2 separate regions of the Anser cygnoides genome follow, and region 1 is linked to region 2. The links are chromatin contacts, called in public Hi-C maps. All regions are on one chromosome and are shown on one strand. Each heading gives the region's core, a stretch centred on a gene start, on an enhancer-like site or on the middle of the called end of the contact. The rest is flanking DNA. Distances are from core to core; before and after follow the strand shown.

The links. A called contact is a pair of places that touch in the nucleus more often than the background predicts.
Region 1: a Hi-C map of liver shows a contact between it and region 2, with 11 times the contacts expected there. The contact joins the promoter of ACLY here to the promoter of STAT3 in region 2. A contact is called at or near these places in 2 of 7 Hi-C or Micro-C datasets (both in liver).

The regions. Positions count from the first base shown.
Region 1 is chr22:7,188,247-7,193,082 of Taihu_goose_T2T_genome, forward strand. ACLY (ATP citrate lyase) reads left to right here and starts at 2,102. Exons shown (of 28, transcript XM_066981707.1): 1 at 2,102-2,256.
Region 2 is chr22:6,941,439-6,946,537 of Taihu_goose_T2T_genome, forward strand. It overlaps STAT3 (signal transducer and activator of transcription 3), which reads left to right and starts at 1,633. Exons shown (of 24, transcript XM_066981728.1): 1 at 1,633-1,783. It overlaps CAVIN1 (caveolae associated protein 1), which reads left to right. Exons shown (of 2, transcript XM_013199771.3): 2 at 1-463.

The sequences.
Region 1 (4,836 bases), core at 852-3,351, 250 kb after region 2:
GTGCCCAGCCGTGCCCAGCGCGTTCCTGCGAGCCAAGGCAGCGCGGGGTGGGCTGGTCAGAGGCACGGTGTAAGTAGGGCACGGGTGGGCGGCAGATAGGAGAGGTGCGCGAGGCAGGGCTGCGAGGGAAGGAAACGCCCGTTTCGCTGCAAAATGCGTGCCGGGTAATTTCATGCAGCCGGAGCTGTGGCGCTCGTGGTGCGTTTCGCGCGGTGTTTCCTGAGCCGACTTGTCCAGCCTGCGGTGCTCCGGCGCTTGTTCGGGTTTTGTTCTAAAGCCTGCGTTTCCAAACACCAGCGCTGGAGGCACGGCCGTAAAGAAAGGGAGTGTGGGAGTGCAGGCACTTCATAAAACCGCTGTGCAAGAGCAGTCGTGTGAATGCCTCAGCTCCTGCCAGTGTCAGGCCGAACAGGTTCTTCTGCTCAGCCAGGTCAGGAGGTGGTGCCTCCTGCAGGGGCTTCGCACGGCAGCCCACTGCTTTCCCCCCTATTTGTGTAATATTCAGTTCTTCTTTGGTGCTTGCTGGTAGCCCACACTACTGATTTCATTGCTACAGCATCCAATGCTCCTGGACAAACAGAAATGATGAATGAGAGAATGTTCTGGTTCTCCCCTATCAGCATCCAAAGTCTTGACTTTATTTTGGCCTTGTACAAGACCCTGCCAGGATTAATATTCGAAGCAATTTGTTCCAGCAAAGTGACTCAGAGTGGGTGTGGCCTGTCTGGCCTGCTCAAAAAATACTCCAGCTCAGAGCAGTTTGTAAGATTTAACATCACCATGGGGAATGGCAGAGCTGCTGCTGGATTCTGGAAGCAGCCCAGGAGTGACAGGGTCAGTCCTCACTTCAACGGCGTGGTGGATGGGGCTGTGCGGAAGGCAGGCAGGGTGTCTCATGCGTGGGTGGTGACACAAACACCAGTCAAACCCTGCAGTGGGAGGCCAGCGTGACAAACCCTCTGCCAACAGGGAGAGAAGTTGAGGTGGTTTAAAGTAAACCTCTGGTAACTTTTCCACGGGGCCTTTTGCCATTGCTGGTTGTGACACGTTCTCCGTAAGGAGACAGGCATCGTGTCTGTGTCCTCTGGTCACCCGCCGGTGGCTGTTACAAGTCCGTGCTCCAGCCCCGTGATAATGTCATGGGCTGCTCGCCTCTGGACCGAAGCCATCCTCCCTCATCGGAGGGACTGCCCCAGGGCGCTTCGCTTCAGTGTGGCTGATTTGTACTTTAGTCACAGGTTGGAAACGCCAGGAAAAAAAAATGAATATGCTCTGAGTGTTGCTGGCAAGCAGAAGAGACGTGATGAGTGCCGTTAGAGGCTTGTTACAAACCAAGTGGGGCTGTCGTGAACAGGGAGGGGGGATGGCCGCATCCTGCACTTTCACGGGTGTCCCTTTCTCCTCTCTTTGCGTGTGGGAGATGTTTCGCTGCCCTGCTCGGGTAAAGAACACCTGGCAGCTGTATCCTTCTGGACCATGCCCCAGTGATGGTGATGCTCGGTTCCCGAGCAGCACTGCTGTCTGGCTATGCGCTGCGGAGCTCCGCGCCCCACCGCCGGTACCGGCAGACGCCTCCTGCCCCCTGCCTTACACCACCAGCTCCGGGGAACGCCTGGATCCGGCCTGTGCCGGCTGCCGGTGCAGTCATGCTGGGCCGGGCCGTGGGAGGGGAAGGGTGGGCGGCTTGGCCCGGGGGCCGAGAGGCTGCAGCGGGAGGAGGAGGAGGAGGAGGAAGAAGCAGCAGCGGGAACGGGGCTGCTGCGGCGCTGGGAGCTCCGAGGGGGCCGGGAGCGGGGCGAGGTGCTGGTGACAGCGGGGCAGGCTGCCCGTGGCTGGCGGGCGGCGCTCGGCGTGACGGTGGCGTGGCCGCGGCCCTTTGCTCCGAGCTGGCACCGCCGCTGTTTGCCCGCAGCCCCGGCCCGGAGGGGGGGGGGGGGGGGCCGGGAGAGGGAGGGGGGTCAGGGCCGGGGGGGTGGGGGGGGGTTGGGGGCGCGGCAGCGAGGGGGCGGAACTACGACTCCCACAAGGCCGCGCGGGCGCGCCCCACCGGCGCGGGCCAATGGGAGCGCGGGGAGCGCTCAGGCAAGGCACACGTGGCGGAGGCGGCGGCCAATGGGAGGCGGCGGCGCCCGTAGGCCGATGGGCCGGGGCGGCAGCGCCGAGCCGCAGCGAACAAAAGGCGGCGGCGGCGGCGGCGGAGCCGGGGCAGGGCCGGGAGCAGCGCAGCGGGGCCGAGCGGGGCCGAGCGGGGCGAGGGTGAGTGGCAGGGCCCGGGGCGGGCCCTGCGAGGAAGCCGGGGCTCCGCAGTGGCTGTGACCGGAGCGAGGAGCCCCCGAGGGAGGCTCCGGAGGGCGGCGGGAGACGGGAGCGGGGACCGGGGACGGCACCGGGGGGGGTCTCGAGGGGGTCTCGGGGCAGGACGGGGCCGGCAGGAGGCCGCTTCGCCCCTCCGCGGGAGGAAAGGAGGGAAGGAAGGAGGGACGATGCTCGCGGCCGTGAGCCCGGCGTGGTGCTGGGGCGGGCTCAGCGCTGGTGCGGAGCCAGCGGCCAGAAGCGGGGCAGGTTCCTGCCGGCACCGGCCCCCGGGGCTCCCGTCGCGCCCGTCCCAGGTCCGGGAGCACCCCCTACACCCGTACCCCCTCCTCGAACCAAAGCCCGCTGGAGGCAGGGGAAGGCAGCACCGGTTTGGGTTCTTTCCGCTCTCGCTTCTGCGTTGTTGCCCGCCCGGCCCTGTCGCCTTCCGTGCCCGCGGCTGACAGCTCCCGGAGCCGTGAGATGGCCGCCTTCCAGCCTCTTTTTTTTTATTATTATTAATTGTTTGCTACCTGCAAACACCTGCTGTTTATCTTGCTGCTTCGGTAATTCTCTTCCTTTTGCACAGGCTTCACGTTTCCCTCTCTTAAACCGCGTTTGCTGCCTGGCAGAGCATCAGAAGAGTGGAAGCTGCGTGCTCCGACGTAGCGTTTGTCGGTCTCTAGTTGATTGATTTCCTTAGCCGGGTTTGCAGCTCACAATATCAGCTCCCCTGTCTAACGCTGTGCTTCGCACCCCGTAGAGTTTTCCGCGCGAGGCTTCTGCGTGGCCGTGCAGAAGGTGTGCCGGCCGCCCTCCGGTTAGCGGCTTGCTTCCTCCTCCCTCCTAGCACGTCCCTCGAAGCGGGACCCGGTGCGAAGGGCAGCCGCAGCGGGGAATCCTGCCCAGCCACGCAGCCCAGAACGCGCGCTGCTGCCGCCCGTTTCCCAAGGGACGCGGGGAAGAGTTAAGGAATAAAATTGCCGAGAACTTTGCACAAAGCTGCAGAATAAGTTCATCTTTAAAGATGGAATTCCAGATATCCCGCTTCTGGCACGAGACACGTACCAGGGCATTTGGAGGCTGTTTCCTGCTCTCCGCTAATCTGACTTAGATCAGTTCATTGCCCTTCTCCCTGGCTGCACTTCCTTTTTCGAAGGCTCCACATCTGCAGGGAACCTGCTCCAGAGCTGGGCATTCCACACGCTCACCCCCTCGGCGAGTGATACCTGCTTGCATCACACCAGGACGGTGCCAGGCGTTTCACAACGCGCAGCACCGCGGTTGCTTGAGCTGTGAAGTTGGCCGGCTGCTCTGGGGCCTCTTCCCTGGAGCCCCCTCTCCGTCCTCTGATGAAAGCAGGCGTGCTTGCCAGGTGGCAACTGACGTAACTTTTCACGCTGCTATGGGCAGAAAATACTGGCTGATCTTGAACTGTGTTAATAAATGACCTGGGATGAAGGGGGAAGGTTGCTTTACAGTGCGGCTTCAAACTCGCAGGAAGAGAGGGCATGAGGTCTTTACTGGAAGCAGTAAAGGTACTTCTCTTCCAGTAAAAGCATTGCTTGGGTGTGACGGGATCTGGACCTAAGTAAATCCGTGCACGTGAGCCCTGTTCTGCATGGACGTGGACTGGTGAAGCTCGCTGAGTTACACTTCCAGCACCAGAAAGGGTTTAAGGAAAAAAATCTTCATCCTTTTTTTTTTTTTCCTTTTTCCAGAGTTGACAGCACATCATCCAGTCTCTTTGGGATTCAAGGAGTTTTTACCCTGATTCTGTTGTCATGAATGTCTCTTCCTGTTTTCTTCTTTTCTCTGGTTTCTATTGTGTTTTGCCTTCAGTTAGCTCCTGGTATATTGGGGCATATGTACCAGTTGTCATGACAAACACATCATCATCTAGCTTTTTAATCCATACCGTTACCACACAGAGTATTTCTGCTCTCATCAAGACACTTGAGAAATTTTGCTGAAGAATAAACTTGCTTTGCGTATTTGACAAGTGATGTTTTGAGCGAGTAAGTGCTCCTGAGGCCTTGAACAAGTGATCTAATCCATTTTTCTTACTTGCTCTAGACTTGCTAGTGAAGGCTGAAGACCAGCTTTTTTTTTTTATTATTCTTATATCATTGGCTGTGGATGATTTTGTAAAGGTCTCTGTTGCAGAGAAGCTGTTTGTTTTAGAGCCTTAGTAAATGAACAGAAATCATGCGTGGAAACCACTAACACTTCCCACAAATAACTTATTCTTACACCAGTAATCTACTTGTCAATCCAAGAGTAGGTACGTGGCATCTGTTCAGCAGAGCTTTTGTCCTCTGCTTAAGGGCAGCATCCTTCAAACACAGGAATGGTTTTGGTGACTTGGGCTGACTTTAGAACTGATCCTGCCAGCCCTACAGACCTCATTCGATAGACCAGCAAATCATCGCAGGGAGCCCAGAGAGGCGTTGTCAGGTAGAAATCATTAATTTTATCTGCCTCTGAAATCCCGTGCAGCAGAAGATAAGTGCTAAAAGCAGACTGGAAGTGGCATTTTGTGCT
Region 2 (5,099 bases), core at 383-2,882:
AGCCCCTGCTTCCTCCAGGGGGCCCGGCACGGCTCAGGCTCGCACCCCCGTCCTTGCGCTTTCCCTCCTCGCCGTTCCCTGCTTCCCGCCGGCTTCGCTCCGTCCCCCGCAGCACGGCAGCGCTCGGATCGCACCCCGCAACTCCCCCCCGGGGCTGCCACGCTCCGGCTCTCACGCACGCAGCCAGCGCCGCAGCATCGCCCCGGCCCCGCGGGAGCCGGCGGGAGGGCAGGAGGCCGCTCGCTCGCCTCGGCAGCTTCGCCCCGGGGGAGCTGCGGACGCACGTGGGGACGCCGGGGCTGCTCCCGGCAGGTGGGCGAGGGAGGCCTTGGGCCGTGCTCAGCACCGGGGCTCAGCACCTCCCGGCGGTGCCGCCGCTTCCCTTCCCAGCCCGCTCCTCCCCAGGAGCAGGGAGGGCTGCTGCCGCTGGCCCGACTAAATATATAAACTTGCTTTTCCTCTCCGCATTGTTTCCCCTCTTCTTGTCCTGTTTCCCCTCTTCTTGTCCGGTGCCCCCCAGCCCGCCTCCAGCCCCCGGTCCTGCCCTGCCGCCTGCGCTGCCCCCAGGGGACGAGGCGCCAGCCCCGTGCGACCCCCGGGGACGCGGGGCTGGGGGGCGGCTGCGGGCAGGGGCCAAGGTGCGTGGGCTGAACGGGGGCTGCGAGGTGAAGGCTCCTTGATGGCGGACAGAGCAAATCCACCGGCTCCGGGCCCTACAAACCAACCGGTTCCGGACCCTACAGATCAACCGGCTCCCAGCCCTACAAATCAACCAGCTCCGGGCCCCATAAATCAACCGGTTCCGGGCCCTACAAATCAACGTGCTCCGGGCCCCACACCGTCCCCACCCCGGGGTCCAGGACGGGCGGCCCCATGTGCCGCCGCTCCCGCCGGGCCCACCGCGGGCGGCTCATCACCCCCGTGCTCCGCACTCCCCACCGCCCGGTTATCGCCTTTTATTTTATTTTATTTTTAACGCCTTTTTCCTCCTCGCCCAGCAGCCGCCCGGGGCACGGTGCCACCACCGGGTGCTGGGGGGGCAAGGGGGGTGATGCTGAGGCCTCTAACCGTTCCCTACGGCTGCCTCCCGGTGAGCAGCCCTGCTAATAAAGGCTCTTTCCTACGAGGACCGGCCTGCCGCCTGCTCACAGCGCCCGGGGCCGGGGGCACCCGTCCCACCGGGGGGGGGGGCACCGGGCACCCCCTGCCGCCACCGAAAGCCCCTTGGGGAGCCCGGTCGGGGCAGCCAGGCCTCGTCGGGGCTCGGCTCCGCGCCCCCAGGCCTCGTGGCTCCGCCGCCCCGTGCGGGGTCGGTGCTACCCCGGTGCCCCGGGGGGGCCCCCCCCCGGTAAGGGCGCGGCCCCTTTAAGAGGCGGCGGCGGCGGCGGCGGGCCGCGCGCTGACGTCACGGCGCTGCCCGGAACTCAGCCGGGTTTCCCGCACGGCTTTTCCCGGCACCCGCCGCTCCCCCCCCCGCTCCTCCCTCCCTTCACCGCCCGGCGCCGCCCCGCGGCGGGAGGAGGCGCAGATCCGGGAACAGCCAGCGAGGGGCAGCCCCCCCTCCCCCGCCGTGACGTCACCGCGGAGAAGACCGCGCGGATTGGCTCGCAGCAGCCCGTCCCTCGCGGGGCCGCGCGCTGCTATTGGCTGGCAGGGGCGTGACGCGAGGCGGGGGGGCGGGGCCTGGCGGGCGGCAGCGCCGGTGGCGTCACTCGGGGCAGGGAGCGGAGCGCGATCGTCGCCGGTACCGGGAGCCGCCGCCACGCCCCGGCCGGGCCCGACGGTGAGCGCGGGGCGGGGGGGGCCGGGCCGGGGGGGGCGGGGAGCACCGGGGGGGAACCGGGAGGTACCGGAGGGAACCGGGGGGTAACCGGGGGGTAGCGGGGCGGTACGGGGGGGAACCGAGGGGGAACCGAAGGGAACTGGGAGGTACGGGGGGGAGCCGGGGCGGTACCGGGAGGAACCGGGAGGGAACCGGAGGGAACTGGGAGGTACCAAGGGATACCGGGGGGAACCGGGACCGCGGCTCCGGTGCCGGCCGCCGCGGGCGCGAGGTCCCCGTGCTGCCGAGCCCCCCTGGGCGCCGTGCCGGTGTTACCGGGGCTCTCCTACCCGCCCCGTCCCCGCTCGGTACCGGCTGCCCTCCGGTTGTCCCCGGTTGCCCGTTCCCCGTTGCGCCCCTGCAGTACCGGGGTAGGTTCGGGGAGCCCGGGGGGGTTTTAACGCGGCGCCCCGCTCTGACAGCCCCCGGGGGGGGGAGGATCCGGTAAGCACGGGGCAAATCCCGGGGGGGGGGGGCACCGACCGGGACTGACCGGGGGCCCCCCAAGGCGACGGTTCCTCGGTTTGGGGACGGCACCGGGAGCGGCGGGGCAGCACCGGGGAGCGGCCGCCAGCCCCGGCTTCACAGCACCGGGGTTACCACCGGAGGGGGCGGGGTGTTACCGGACCGGGGGGGGGGGGTGTTACCGGAGGCGGCCCCCGGGGCTGTCCCGGTCCCGAGCCGAGGGTCCCGCGGCCGCTCGTTGGGTTCGGGGTAAGGGAACGGCTTCGTGCCCCTCGTGGGGCCCGGGGCTGCGGCCGTGCCCCCCCCCCCCGGCTGGCGCTGCTCGGCCGTGTCCCACCGGGGGGCTTCGGCCGTCACCCACCGGGGGGCTTCGGCCCCGGACCGGGCTTCGGCTCCGTGTTCGGCCCCGTGGGGAGCGGGACCGGAGCGGGGCGGCCGCCTCGTACCCCGGGGCGGCTCTGCACGGCCTCGTCCAGCGCTGCCGACCCCGGCAGGAGGAGGAAGATGAGGAGGAGGAGGAGGACGGGGCCCGCACGGGGAGCGCCCGCTGGGAGCAGAGGTGGGGGGGGGTCCTGGGCCTGCGCCCCCGCCCCGGGGAGGCCGGGATGCCCTGGGTGGGCTCTCCGGGAGGGCCCTTCAGCGCCCCGGGGCGCCGCTGCCTGTGTGGGAGCACCGGGCCCCGCTCCGCACCCCGAAATCCCCGGGGGCGTCGCGGTGGCGGCCGTCACCGTGCGCCGTGGTCGGGGCTGCGGTTGGGAACGGGGGGGTTGGGGGAGCCCCACGCTGAGGCTGCCCCGAGCCCCCCCCCCCGCCCGCCGCGGCCACCCCCTTCCCCAAATCCCCCCCGGGGCTCCCTCTGGAAGCCCCCCCGGCGGAGCAGAGCCGAGGAAAACTCCGAATTTTTACTCCAAATCCTTCCTTCGCAAAACGAGCCCTCGCCTGCCCGGAGCTGTCGCTTGGCCGCTTCGTTAATTAATTATTTTTTTTTTTTTAGCGTTCGTTAGCAGCTGCTGAGCCGCTCGAGGGGGTTTTTCGCCAGCCCCTCGGCCGCCGCTGCTCCTGTGGGACCTCGAGGCGCTGCCGGTGGGTGGGGGCCCGTGTCCGGAGCGTGCCGGTGCTCTCGCCGCTGACCCCGTATTTTTTGGGGGGGCCTCCTCTCCGCTCACGCTGCCCGCGGGACCCCTGGAAGCAGCCGGGGGGGGGGTCCCTGGGGATGCCCCCAGCCACCAGGCCGCAGAAGCAGACGCGAGGCCCCGCGGCACGATGCGGCTCCCCGGCGCCCCGCACGGGTTACGGCTCCCACCACCGCCTCCCGAGCTCTGCCCTTGCCGGGGAGCCGACGAAAGCCGACCCTGAGCTCTCGGGCGATTTTTGGCAGCTTCGTGCCGGGCTCCGGCCGGTTCCTTTACCTCGGGGCCCGCGTGGCGCCGCGCTCGGGCTCCGCTCCAGCGACGAGCGGGATCGGGGAGGTCCCGGCCTCGGATCTTCAAATCTGCCCGAGGGAGGCTTCCCGCTGCCGGGGCCGGGCTGGAGAGAGGTCCCACGTCGGGCTTTGGGCGAAGGAGATGGCGTTTTCGGTAACGCCGCCGAGTCGGGCGGCGAGGGGGGGGGATCCCCGGGCCCTTTTTCCTCGAGGACAGCCGCTGCCCCGCGGCGCTGGAGGTGGCTGCTGCGCCGCAGGGGGAGCTCCCTTTCAGGAGGCCGCCGGCCGCTCCCCGACGTCCCCGGCCTCTCCTCCGTCCCCCCGATCAACCCCCGGCGGCGGAGCCGTCCCGCTCGCCGTGAGCCCACGGTTTAATCGCATCCCGAGGCCGTTCCCAGCCCTCTCCCCCCGCAGCAGCGCCTGAAGGTTTCGCCGGCCCGGCCCCCCGTTGAGCTGGGGGGGGGGGCCGTAAAAACCCAGCACCGCCTCCCGCGCCTGCTCCTCGATCCCTCGAGGCCAGGACGGGGCTGAGAGGGAGCCCGCGGGGCTGCCCACGAGCACGGCTCCCGGCCGCCGCTGCTGCCCCGCTCCCCCGCGGGCCCAAATCCCCCCCGCGGCCGCTTTCCCTCGCGTTGCGTGCGCGGTCTGCGGGGACTTCCTCCGCTTCCTCGGCCGCCCGCGCGGCGAAGGGGCGCCTGCGGTGGGACGGGGCCGAGCCTTCGCCTCTCGCCGCACGCAACTTCTGTTTGGGCAGGGAGCGCCGTGCCTGCGCCCCCCCCCCCCCCCAGGCACCGCTGCCCCCAGGCTCTGCTCTGCTTCGGGGTTTTGGTCCTGGGCGTTTTGGGGCTCGAATTCAACCCCGCGGTGCCCGGGTCAGGGCTTCCCTGGGGGGATGCCCACTGGATCAGGGAAACACAGGGCAGGAGGCGCTGGGTGCGGGTGGGTTGCGGGTTCCCGGCTCCTGCCGGCCGCGTGTTTTGTCGTTTTGTTTCCCCCCAGCACCAGGAGCAGCGAACGGGGGTGTCGGCCCCCTCCCCGCGCCGCTGCAGGCATGCGGACGACCAGCAGGGAGCTGCGAAACGGGGCTTTCGCCGCCGCGTTCGGCAAGCAGCCGCGATGCAAAACCCAAACGTCCCTGGGGTTGCAAAGGCCCCGTTAAACGGAGCCGGGTCGTGCCCCGAGCGCGGGGGAGCTCTGCAGGCCGGGGGAGCTCCTGGCTCTCTCCAGGCTCCTGCCCCTGCCTCCTCCTCCCGCCCGTTGCTGCACCGAGCCCAGGCTGCGTTCACGTGGGGCTTCTCTGCAGCTGAACCTTGAACCCAGCCCCGTGCTGCGACGTCCTGCGGGCGTTGCCGCTGCCGGCCGGGCTGCGTGGTGCCCGGGGAGGCGTAG